Linked DNA regions of Mus musculus: regions 1, 3 and 4 are each linked to region 2. Evidence: chromatin contacts called from public promoter capture Hi-C data. All regions are on one chromosome and are shown on one strand. Each heading gives the region's core, a stretch centred on a gene start, on an enhancer-like site or on the middle of the called end of the contact. The rest is flanking DNA. Distances are from core to core; before and after follow the strand shown. Region 1 has its middle 15 kb from the start of Gm46430. Region 2 holds the start of 1700037F03Rik (a long non-coding RNA gene). Region 3 holds the start of Trip13 (thyroid hormone receptor interactor 13). Region 4 holds the start of Cep72 (centrosomal protein 72).

What was found. Promoter capture Hi-C pulls out the DNA fragments that hold promoters and counts their contacts.
Region 1: a promoter capture Hi-C map of embryonic stem cells shows a contact between it and region 2, with 2.4 times the contacts expected there. The contact joins the enhancer-like site here to the promoter of 1700037F03Rik in region 2. A contact is called at or near these places in 2 of 39 promoter capture datasets (embryonic stem cells and hippocampal neurons), 3 of 115 datasets of contacts at active chromatin or transcription factors (embryonic forebrain, embryonic stem cells and epiblast stem cells) and 2 of 9 other capture datasets (adipose tissue and liver).
Region 3: a contact with region 2 is called in a promoter capture Hi-C map of pre-B cells, with 3 times the contacts expected there. The contact joins the promoter of Trip13 here to the promoter of 1700037F03Rik in region 2. A contact is called at or near these places in 1 of 39 promoter capture datasets (pre-B cells), 1 of 484 Hi-C or Micro-C datasets (pre-B cells) and 1 of 115 datasets of contacts at active chromatin or transcription factors (thymic regulatory T cells).
Region 4: a contact with region 2 is called in a promoter capture Hi-C map of pre-B cells, with 3 times the contacts expected there. The contact joins the promoter of Cep72 here to the promoter of 1700037F03Rik in region 2. A contact is called at or near these places in 3 of 39 promoter capture datasets (cranial neural crest, liver and pre-B cells) and 1 of 115 datasets of contacts at active chromatin or transcription factors (astrocytes).

Annotation. Positions count from the first base shown.
Region 1 is chr13:74,600,385-74,603,409 of GRCm38.p6, forward strand. No RefSeq gene overlaps it. Among named protein-coding and RNA genes, the nearest start is that of Gm46430, 15 kb to the right of the region's middle. Within about 2 kb of position 1,592, at least 6 of the 459 cell types and tissues checked have an H3K27ac peak or open chromatin away from gene starts, as enhancers often do. A contact at or near this core is called in embryonic stem cells, where this site is marked.
Region 2 is chr13:75,705,546-75,708,452 of GRCm38.p6, forward strand. It overlaps 1700037F03Rik (a long non-coding RNA gene), which reads right to left and starts at 1,612. Exons shown (of 3, transcript XR_873683.1): 1 at 1,534-1,612. Ell2 (elongation factor for RNA polymerase II 2) reads left to right here and starts at 1,939. Exons shown (of 12, transcript NM_138953.2): 1 at 1,939-2,252. The coding sequence starts at 2,106.
Region 3 is chr13:73,936,508-73,939,207 of GRCm38.p6, forward strand. Trip13 (thyroid hormone receptor interactor 13) reads right to left here and starts at 1,260. Exons shown (of 13, transcript NM_027182.2): 1 at 983-1,260. The coding sequence starts at 1,074. Brd9 (bromodomain containing 9) reads left to right here and starts at 1,321. Exons shown (of 16, transcript NM_001378947.1): 1 at 1,321-1,438; 2 at 1,927-2,141; 3 at 2,358-2,490. The coding sequence starts at 1,387.
Region 4 is chr13:74,060,880-74,063,579 of GRCm38.p6, forward strand. It overlaps Cep72 (centrosomal protein 72), which reads right to left and starts at 1,406. Exons shown (of 12, transcript NM_028959.3): 1 at 1,305-1,406. The coding sequence starts at 1,383.

The DNA.
Region 1 (3,025 bases), core at 342-2,841, 1.1 Mb before region 2:
TAGATAGAAGGGTGAGCATAGGCAGAAACAGGGACATCTGGGAAAATTCTGAGTATATATGACCCTGAGACATATAAGGAGAAAGAAGAAGTGAGAGGGAAGAGCCTAGTGTTCCAGTATATTTTACATACTGACCCAGACCTGGCCTCCAGGTTCTCCCAGCATCCCTAAGCCCTTACCTAGCATAGCCTGCCCCCTAATCCTGAACTTTCTAGCCCAGACATTTTGTCCTGTGTCTTTCCTTTCTTCTCTGTGTACATGCCCTTTCTCTTTCAATTCCCCCTCACCAATCTCCTCCCGAAGGTGACTTCCCTGTCCTAGGGCAATTGTGCGCAGAGCAGTTTCCCAATAATCCAGCATTTTAATACACTCCAATCTAGTTTGATAGCGAAGAAATAACCTATGAGTCAAGATATCAAATAATAAAATGAAAAAGACAAGGTAACTAAAATGGTTGGATCACATAGGAAGGGCAGCTGGGAGAAGGACAGACCAACCTCTGGGCTTAGAGGGAGGATAGGCCAGTCAGGCATACCTTGTAATGGGTAGGAGCTGAGGAATGTCAGGGAGAACCTGAGAACCAGGTTTGTTTTCAATTGTTAAATAGCACCTCAGCCCTTTGTCCTAGTGTTTGAGACTTAGCACTAGAAAAAATGAGAAAGTTGAAATGATTTAATTTTAATTCCCAAAATCATTTTAAATGTTTAAAGAGGCTTTATGGTTGGGTATTGTTCAGGGTCTAGACATATGTATTAGAGGACACCAAATATTATCCATACCTTTCTCTCAGGTTGTGCATTTTCAGACAAAAAAGCAACAGTCTGTGTTATAAGCAGCCACAGCAGGTTGTCCAGATCTTGGGTGTTGTTTTAGAAGGGTAATATAAACCCCAATTGTTTCCATTTTGAGGACCAGGCCTGAGTCCACGCTGGAAGATACCAACTACAAGAACAGACCATAAGTCTCAGAAACTAGGTATTCAGACACCAGCTCTAGAAGCAGACCATAAAATCCAGCACAAGATCATAAAACCCTCTCCCGAAGTACAGCCTGGGGATAACCACAAAAACGGAGAAATGTCTTATCTCAGAATGGGCCATCTGTAGCCCTATTTCATCACATGGTTCAATGTTCATGACATAGGAATGCAGGCCGCTGACCCGCTAGAGCCCACCAATGCAATTTTAGATTACCTAATCTTCCTAGAGAGTCTCCTGGTTTATGTGGGGTCCTCATTCTAGAGAATGATTAAGTCCTTGAGTCCTTAAATCCTTGAATGCTATTGTGTTTTTCAGAATAAACATTCTTTGGTTTTGCATACTAAGTCTGGGGCCTTCCTTCAGAGATTTTGCAGACCATTACATTTAGTGCATTGGCAGGGAATCGAAGGGGTCCCTCTTGACTTGATAGTAGAGAGGGTTGTTATTGTTGTTGAGAGCAATGGACTCTCCTAGCAATGGGCAAGTCAGGGTGTGTCTGAGTTTGCTGTGTGTATCTTGACTTTGTCAAGTTCTGAGTAGCCTTTTGTCTTGCTCTCTGTGGGGTGATTTCTTTTGTCTTCACAACCTGAAGGCCAAAGGAGGTAGGGCAGTCAAGCTGGTAACTTCCTCCTGGCCTTGGGGATGAGAGGTGCTCTCCAGCTCCCTTCAGATGCAGTTGCAGAGAGCTCCATTCTGACACAGGTTCTGATGGAAGCTATCAGGTTCTTCCCAGCTGGGAGAGCCCGCTCCAGGGATAGGCTGCCTTCTTGTCTCTGGACTCCTTTCTGTTGGAGTCAGAGAACACCAGTGCAAACACAGGCCGGTTTTTTCCTGGAAAGAATGGCCTGCTTTTAAAGTGGGTTGGCCGGAAGCACACACTTTCCACCTTCCTACTATCTACTTGGTTCAAAGTATTGTGTATGTAAATCCTGGGCACCCTGACCAGGTTCCAAACAACATGGTCTGGCAGTATCTGGTGGAGAGCCCCATAAGTAGCTAAAGCCTTTCCTACCACCTATCCCAATGACCTTACAGTACAAATTGATGGAGCTCTCAAAGAATCTTAAGCCAGCAGTCCAATTCCCTCCAGCTCTGGAGGAAAATTCCTTCCTGGCGCCTTATCATTCTATCCTGGTTCACACCCATCCCTTGTAAATGGCAGATGCTGGTCCAGGCCCTGGGGAAGAGGTTTACATCATTCTAGCCCTCTTCACACAGGTGCCCGCACTACAAGATAGACAGATTCTACCACAATGGCACTGCCCTTTTGAGCAACTGTCCCTCCCACGCCCACCATTTTGGATAGGCAAGGGAAGACAGTACAGGGCACACATCCCCTTTTCCACTACTGATCTATACAAGTGGAATGTGCAGAATCCCAAGTTCAGAGAAACCTGCTACCCTCATAGACATATATTAGACTCTGAACTACATATTGTTTTGTTTTGTTTTTTTGAGACAGGGTTTCTCTGTGTAGCCCTGGCTGTCCTGGAACTCACTCTGTAGACCAGGCTGGCCTCGAACTCTGAAATCCTCCTGCCTCTGCCTCCCAAGTGCTTTGATTAAAGGCGTGCGCCACTCTGAATTACTTTTAAAGAGTTTACTACTCATAGAGCAGAAAATGTTGTTCATAGTGAACACTGTCCTTACTCATATAAGGATAATGAGTATGCGCTTTTAAATATTATATATATATGTACATATACATACATATACGTATAACTATACTGACATAAACAGTTTAATAATTTAAAAAATATTCATAACCACTAAAGTCTTATTTAAAAACAGTATAATAATTTAAAGATCCAGCATGGAGCTTCTTCCCTATTTCTAAATTAAAATGCAACTACCTTCATGCCTATAGATACACTTAAAGTGATCACAGCAAAACTTTTAAAATGATACTAATTCTTTATTAAAAAAAAAAAAAAAGAGGACATGGCTGGCCAGTAGTTTTATCGGGGGAAGAGGTATAACTATTTATGTAATGTGAAATTGTCTCCATACATAATGAGTAAAGCATTTTTATTGTGACTGATTCT
Region 2 (2,907 bases), core at 362-2,861:
CCTTGTTATTGCCTTAATTTCCTTATTCAATGAATTTAAGTGAACTGGCACTATACGAACACTAAAGTAATAGGTGGAAACCATGGGTTAACAGAACTCATACCAGTGGGCTGAAATCAGGACAAGCTACAAAGTGATCTGATGAAACTAGACTTGATACTCAGACTTTTATTTAATAACCACACTACAGAAAGAATTCCTTCTGAGACTTTCATAGCAAGCATTCATAGAATGCTTGAGGGTCTGGAAAAGGGGGGATTTACTAAGGTGTGGGGTGAATATAGAATTAAAGGCAATTATAGCCCAAATTGTATTTAAAAGCTAGAAAAATACCATGTAAATATCTATAAAAAAAAAAAAAATCCAGAAAGACGATGGTAGGGCTTTACAATAATGAATGTCTCGATTTTTAAAACAAAAAGGGATATCTTCTTTTTTTTTTTTTTTTTTGGTTTTTCGAGACAGGGTTTCTCTGTATAGCTCTGGCTGTCCTGGAACTCACTTTGTAGACTAGGCTGGCCTTGAACTCAGAAATCTGCCTGCCTCTGCCTCCCGAGTGCTGGGATTAAAGGCATGTGCCACCACGCCCGGCCAAAAAGGGATATTTGTACAGAGTGCCTATCCCTGCTTTTAAATCTTTCACTTGTTTGTTTGTTTGTTTAGTTTTTGCTCTTGTTTTCTGAGACAGGGCTTGGTTTGAAGCCCAGGCGGGCCTAGAACCTACCTTCCACAGTCAATCTCCCAGCCTCAACTTGGCAATTGTTTGCTTTTTGTCTTGTGTTTCTGATCAGCCAATTAATTGACCTTCTCAGGGGAAACCTATCTAGTCTATCCGCACACAGCTTAAAGAGGATTGCTGTAGGCACCCTCCTTTAGCCATGCCCACACACAGTGTAAACTGAAGTGGAAACTAAGCCAAGCCTCCTTACACTTTGGCCTCTACCTCCTCCATTTAAACTCAGTAAGACCTCCTAGCCTAAATAAAACCAATGAAAGACACAGATCTCAAAGAAGACTCAGAGAATGGGTGGTATCATTGTTTCTTTTTACCTACCTCAAGGTCAGTTATACTCTTCAAGGGCCTTTGAAAGAAGAAACCCCGAACAGTATGGTTTCCCCATGACCCATAAAAAGGCATAACCCTGATCATATGATGAGCTCCAGTGCATATTCTATTCCTTTGAAGTCACATACATGTATGAGTTGATTTTGAAAGACTCTAAGGTCCAACTCTATTTATTGTATCATGACCACCACTCAAAACACATTTAATGCACTGGTATAATTTTGTGCTTAAGTTTTCCACACAGTCTCACACAACTACTGAAGACTACAGCTGACTTGGTAATTTCAAGTCTGGAATTAAAAATAAACAAACAAACAAACAAACAAACAAATAAATAAACCTTTGTGCCACCCCAGTACTGAACTTCCTTTTAAGGAAAAGCTCTCTTGAGACAGCCTACGGTGTCTGCACCACAGAGCATATCAAGACCCAAAGCTTGTGCAGCTGTCAGGAAACAAAATCCGTACTTGGTCATCTGTCCTGCCTTCACCCCTACCGAATGGGGATCTTCACTTCGTACCGCAAGAACAGGTTGACCTATGTGTTCGGTCCACTATTACCTCTCAAGGGGCGGGGCTCCGACTTAGGCTCACTTGGTAACCTTGACACCCAATTAGCAGGGTTCTGCCCCAAATCGGTCCAGCCAATCGCCGCAGGAGAGCCAAGACGAGACATGACGTCAGATAAGATTAACTCGACGCGTCACCCCGACGTCAACCTCTCCTCTGTCGGACGTCCCGTCCTGAGAGCAAAACTCCTGCGACTTTGGGCCCCGCCCCCTTGAGGTGAAGAGCAGCCAATGAGGGAGGCTCTGTGGGGATTCAGACCAATGAACAGAGTCCAGGGCGGGGTGCGGGCTCGAGGGTGGGGCGGCCCGCAGCTGTGGAAGCCCGAGGTCTAGCTGCGCGCAGTATATGACAGTACGTCAGCAGCGGGATGGCCGTAGCTGTGGCGGCGGCTGCAGGAGCCCGAGCAGCCGCGGCCGCAGTGGAGGCTGGAGCCCGAGCGGCGTCCGCGGTGGCACCCCGGGGAGTTTAAGATGGCGGCGGGGGGGGCTGCGGGACTGCGGGAGGAGCAGCGGTACGGGCTGGCGTGCGGGCGGCTGGGGCAGGACAACATCACCGTGCTGCATGTGAAGCTCACCGAGACGGCGATCCGGGCGCTGGAGACTTACCAGAGCCACAAGGTGAGCGGCCGGCCGGGCAGCGCTCGGGGAGGCGGCGGCCACTGATCTTTCTGCCGGGCGCCTGGCGCCGCGCCGGTGGGGCGCTGGCTCCCGCTGCTGCCTCCGCACCCGCCGAAGGGAACGAGGCCAGCCGCGGGCGCCGACGCCGCGGTCCGGGGCCTCTGGATCGAGGGCGCGGGCGGGCGGCCCCTTGTGGCGGGGTCGGCCTGGCCGGGGCTGCGCGGCCGCTGCGGGACTTTCCGACAGCCGCCCGCGGGGTTTCTGGCTTGTTTGGTCCGGAGGAGGAACCGGGTCCTTTGGGAGAGAAGTGTGGCGATCGCCTTACCCTCGGAGGGGGCGCACGGAGCTACCAGTAAAGAAGCGAGGGTCGGAGGCCGCGAGCGGTCAGAGTTTTCTGGGAAACGCGGAGGGATGGCTGAGTCGCTGAGCGAGGGGCAGCGGCACTCCGTGGGGGTGAAGACATAACTAGTACTCTCAGGGACTCGGAGACACTGGCACCCCTATTGCAGGCGAGAGTGTACATGGTGTACTCGGGAAGGCCGGGACACTGGCGCTGCGAGGAGGGGGAGGGGGACACACCTTGCACTCTCGGGGACTCGGGGACTCCAGCTCTGTGGGTTGGGTTCCCGGAGACACACCGCATACCGAGTGGCCG
Region 3 (2,700 bases), core at 10-2,509, 1.8 Mb before region 2:
AACGACAAAAACAAACAAAAAAACAAAAAAAACCCCACTAAAGTATAGCTAGGTCTGGCTGTAATTTCAGCATGCAAGCTGAGACAGAAGAACTTGTTTCAAACACAGACACTCAGACACACACACACACACACACACACACACACACACACACACACAGACACACACCTTCCCTCCCTCAGACCTCAGACATATACAAGAAAGTCATTAGTCAAGATGGGGCTTGGCAGTGTACTGTCTTAGGATCAACTGTAGGGTCCCAGGCCTGCAGTCATACCATCAGCCACCCTCAGGCTAATTAGAAAAAGGAGGTGCCACTAGTTCTTCACACACTACTATGAAAATTAATAAAAATTCAGTGTTTGAGACAAGCCTGAAACATTATGAGCATTCAATCCATGTTAGCAGCCCTTTTAAGGAAAACCTGAAAATGCATAGCTGTAGGGTCTAACCTGGAGTACGTACATAATCTTTGTAACAGGAAATTTGCCACTGGATTCTGGCTTTGCAAATTAAATACTTGCTCTACTGACACTGCACTTCCTTGCACCCCTAATTGACTGGAGATCACTTCTGTCGCTTAGCAGGTCCTATTACATGGAGCTCATCGTTAGGCTGTGCTCCATAGGCCAGTCAGTTGAGAGCTGTGGGGTCCTGCCAGATAGTCTGGGATGGTGGTAGGGTCTGGATGGGATATGCGGCAATGTGAGAGGTGAAACTCAAGAGTAATGTGTGGTGGGATGGAGGGCAAAGTCGGATCATGCTGTTAGGGTCAACTGAAGTGGGGTGGAGGTGTGCTGGGTCATACTAGGTGGGTTCATGTCAGGCTGTTCAGGTCGTGCGAAGTGGGGCCGTACTGAGGGGTGGGACGCTGTGGGGTGGAATCCTAAGAGTTGGGGTAAGGTCGTGCCACTCGGAGTCACGCGTGGTGGGGTCGGATCAGGTCGCGCCCCGCGTGGTCGGACTCCGTATATACGCTCACCTTCCGCTGCGCTGCAGAACCTCCACATGGACCGCGGGCGATTCGGCAACACAGGGAAGCGCTTGCTTCAGGTCGCCCACCGCCTCGTCCATGGCGCCGCCGCCGGGAGCCGAGGGAATGCCGCCGGAGTGAGGCCGCGGTCGCCTCCCTGCGCCCTGTGCGACAGCCTTCTCCGATGTAGGAGGATCCACCTTGGCTAAGGGCCGGCCAAATCCACTTCCGCCGCCCGAGCCGCTCGGCGCTTTGCAACCCGCCCCGCCCCACCGAGCTTCGAATCTGCCGCGCGCTGCGCACCGCCCCACCCTGACCCGGAAGCACTTGGCGGTGGCGAAGGCGCTACTTCCGACTGGCGCAGGTCGAGCTACCGGCAGCCGCTTCTCACCGGATCCCGTGCTATCTCAGCCATGGGCAAAAAGCACAAGAAGCACAAGGCGGAATGGCGCTCGTCCTACGAAGGTGCGGATCCCACGGGCGGGGTCTAGGTTGCCGATACGGGCAGGGGAAGGCGTTCCAGGGGAAGGGCGTGGTCTGTGCTGGGCGGGGTCCCGTGAGAAGGAGGAGCTTAGAGCCAGGTAGTGGACAATCGTAGGAGGGGCGGGGTTAGAGCTGAAAAAGGGAATCTGCTGCGAAGAGGCTATAGGCTTCTTTTTTGGGTCCTGTAGCCACTATGTACCTCCTCTCTGACACCAGGAAGACCCGCAGCAAAAAGAGGGCTTCCGTGAAGGAATTGGGGTCCTGGGTCTCAGGTCGGGTTGTTGTACCCTCGGAATATCCTCAGTGGTGATTTTGTGGTTTGAAAGAGAGGATTGAACACCAATCTGTCAGTTTGAGATTACATAGTCTGTGGTTTTGACAACTCCTTGCTGTCTAGATTCACACCCACAGGGGTGCAGTATTTCTACTCAGTATTTTGCAAGCTTGACCTACGTACGGTCTGTGTGCAGATTATACAGACACGCCACTGGAGAAGCCTCTGAAGCTGGTGCTCAAGGTGGGAGGAAGTGAAGTGACAGAGCTCTCAGGATCTGGCCACGACTCCAGCTACTACGACGATCGCTCAGACCACGAACGGGAGAGACACAGAGAAAAGAAGAAAAAGAAGAAGAAAAAGTCAGAGAAGGAGAAGCACCTCGATGAGGAGGAGAGGAGGAAGCGGAAGGTAAAGGTTCAATGGCCTAAGATGGGTCCCTAATCACGCCTGGCTATACCGTTGCTGCAGTTCTGGGCTTCCAGGGCATCTTCAGGTGATGCCTGTCAGGTGTCAGGAGTGGCTCTTCTTCCCAGTCTGGGGAATGCGCAGACGTGTGCGGAGCCTGCATTACCAGTCTAAAAGGGTTCTGGCTGTTCTGTGCCCTCTATTCTTCCATACTTACAGGAAGAGAAGAAACGGAAACGGGAGAAGGAACACTGCGACTCAGAGGGGGAGGCTGATGCTTTCGACCCTGGAAAGAAGGTGGAGGTGGAGCCACCCCCAGACCGACCAGTGAGAGCCTGCCGAACACAGCCAGGCAAGACCCTGTCCCCAAACATGAGTTTCCTACCTTGTCTATAGCGTGGTTATCTAGTTGTTGGGGACATTTCACAAGCTAAAAATGAGTAAATTCTCTTGAAGACTGGTAAAACAGACACATGGATGCCAGAGACCAACCATATGTGTCCTACAAAACCTACTATATTTTTATTTGGTTGGTTAGTTGTTTTGTTTTGTTTGTTTTTCT
Region 4 (2,700 bases), core at 156-2,655, 1.6 Mb before region 2:
CAGTATGTTCTCTGACAATAATAGAATTACACACAAAAAAACAAGAAAACCTCCCGACACATAATTCGTTAAAAAGACATCCCTAAAGAATAAAAATGTGAGCAATCACTAAATAATTTGGAGGTCTAAGAAGATACCTAAAGGGATATTTGAAAAGCATATTAAAATCAATGAAAATTAGAACCAGTCATGGTGGCAACTGCCTGCAATCCTAGCCACTTGAGTGTCGGACTAAAATTCCAAGGCCAGGTTCCGTTAAAAATGGAGATCAAGGTCATCTTGGCTTAATAACACACTTGAAAAATTAAAAAAACGTTTGGGGTGAAGTCCCATGACAGGGCATTTGCTTAGCATATGCAAAGCCCTATGTTCTATCTCCAGTACCTTAACACACAGTAGAAATATAAACACTAACAAATGTGTTAGTGTGTGCAGCTATGTGATACGTAAAGAGAAATGTACAGATTAAGAGATTTAAATTATAAAACAAGCTTTAATCCACACGTTTCACTTCTAGAATCTAAAGAGGAAAATAAATGCAAAGCAAGCACAGAGAAAAAGGTAAAATTTAAAAACAGTGAAGACAAATCAACCAACCCAAAAGTGGTGTCTTTGGCATGACCAAAAACCGTATATCTCCAACATGACTGAAAGATAGAGCCAGATTAAGTACCATTTATGAAAATGGGGAATATCCCTACAGGCCCCACAAGCATTAATAAAATAGTAAGAGAATGCTGTAGTCAGTTCTATGTAGATATGGTTGACAATCAAGAAAAAACGATTTAGATAACGAAAATGCACTCTAGGTGAAACCACTATAAGTTTAAAAATCGTAATCGAATTTAAAAAATGGTAATCGAAAATCTTCAACAATGGAAAATTCTAGGCCTGCGTGGTTTCCCTGTCAAAGTCCAGGGGAAAAAAGTTAAAAAGGAAAAAAAAAAAATCACAACACAAATTCCGCACGATCTCTTGCTCAAAACGTAATGGGGCCTTGATGTCCAAACCATATAAAAAGAGACCTGCATCTTCATAAGCGAAATGCCATGTAGGAACCCAGGAAGACAGATGAAAGCTGCTGCAAAAAAGAAGCGGGGGGCTCAGCCTGACCGCGGTCCCACAGAAAACCCAGGCCGCGTCCACCGGCTCTCCAGGACCTTAGCCACGCCCTTCCCCACAAACCCGCCCAGCCGGCCCCGCCTCCTTGCCCCACGGGCCGAGACCGTTTGTGGTCAAGTGCCATTCGCACGGAGGCAGAGCTATCAGGCCCGGCAGGCCAACCCAGTCTGTCCCCCACGCACCCAGGTCGCGGTGGGGACCCAGGCCGCTGCGCTCTCGTACAGTCTCTTCACACAAAACCAACCGCTGGCCTGGCGCCATGTTTTCAAACCGGACGCTGGCGCGCGGCGCCTGCGCTGTGACGTGATCTGGAACGGGCGGGCGGGACCAAGCCTGCAAGGGGCGGGCCCAGGAGGGTGGGCGGAGCTTCGGCTGTGTTTAAAACTTTCTTTGGGACAGGTTCACCCAAGCCATCCTAATCCGCTGAGCTCTGAGTGCAACCTCACCCTGCTCTGGCTCCTCCCCAGGACAACCCCATTGCGTTCAGTGCGGTTTGTGGAAACAGCTGTTAGTGCCCGGGGCATTCGCACCTACTCCCACTTCCATTCATTTCCTACTCCCTCCAGGAGCCTTCTCTCCTAAGGTTTCTTCCTGTCCCAGCCCCTGAGATGCTCCCCCCCCCCCCCCCCGCCAACCCCCACGCACTTCCAAAAGTTCTCATCATGTGGCTGGAGAGACAGGCTGTGTGCAAAAAAAAAAAAAAAAAAAAAAAAAAATTTCTCCTAACTAAGACACATTGAAAGTCCTTTCATCAAACCTGGGGTCTACTAATAACTTCCAGGCATTGGAGAGATAACTAAGCTTTTCAGAAGCAAATTAAGGCTTGTATGCTTGCCATCTAAGACATGTGGCGCCTCAGGACACAACACAGATTTCAATCACCCTCTCTTATTCTATTTTCTCTGACCAAGATCAGAGTCCAAGTGGGACCTTGGGGAGACGGATGGTCTGTCAGGGACAGACCCAAGACCAGCTTTTCTACTGCAATGAAAGTGCCAGTAGAAACTTGGGAAGTAACGTTTCTGTTTACTAACGTTTTACATCTTCACTGAAGAAAGAGGGACAAGGATTAGCTTTGCACCCTGCAAAGATTCCTACAAGCCTATGATTTCTTACAAGCCTCAGTAAAAGGTTATGCTAATGATTAATTACTACCAAGTACTCTTTCCGGTGGTTTATTAAATACCATCTGCCGTGGTAACATTAGACTGTGGCCAAACCTACATGCATTTAAGCTGTTTTATGTCCTTAAGTTCCATTTGAGGTGTTTAGGAGTGAGCCAGCAGCACTTGAACTTGATTTGGTGCTGGTGAAGACACAGAGCAAGGAACAGTGTTGTGACTCGGAGATAGAGATGATGAGCCAGGCTGGGTCACATCAGGAACAATCCCTTCTGCCTCATAGTTCATAAAGCTTTCCCAACTAGACCTGGAGGTTAGCAGGAACCTTCCTTAGCTGGAGTCCCACAGCCTGGTCTTCCCTACTACCTGGAGAGTTGGCAGGCAGTCCTACCCAGAACATTCTGTTGATCTCACATACACACCCCCCCCCCATGCTGCTCCCAACCTTGGCATTCAT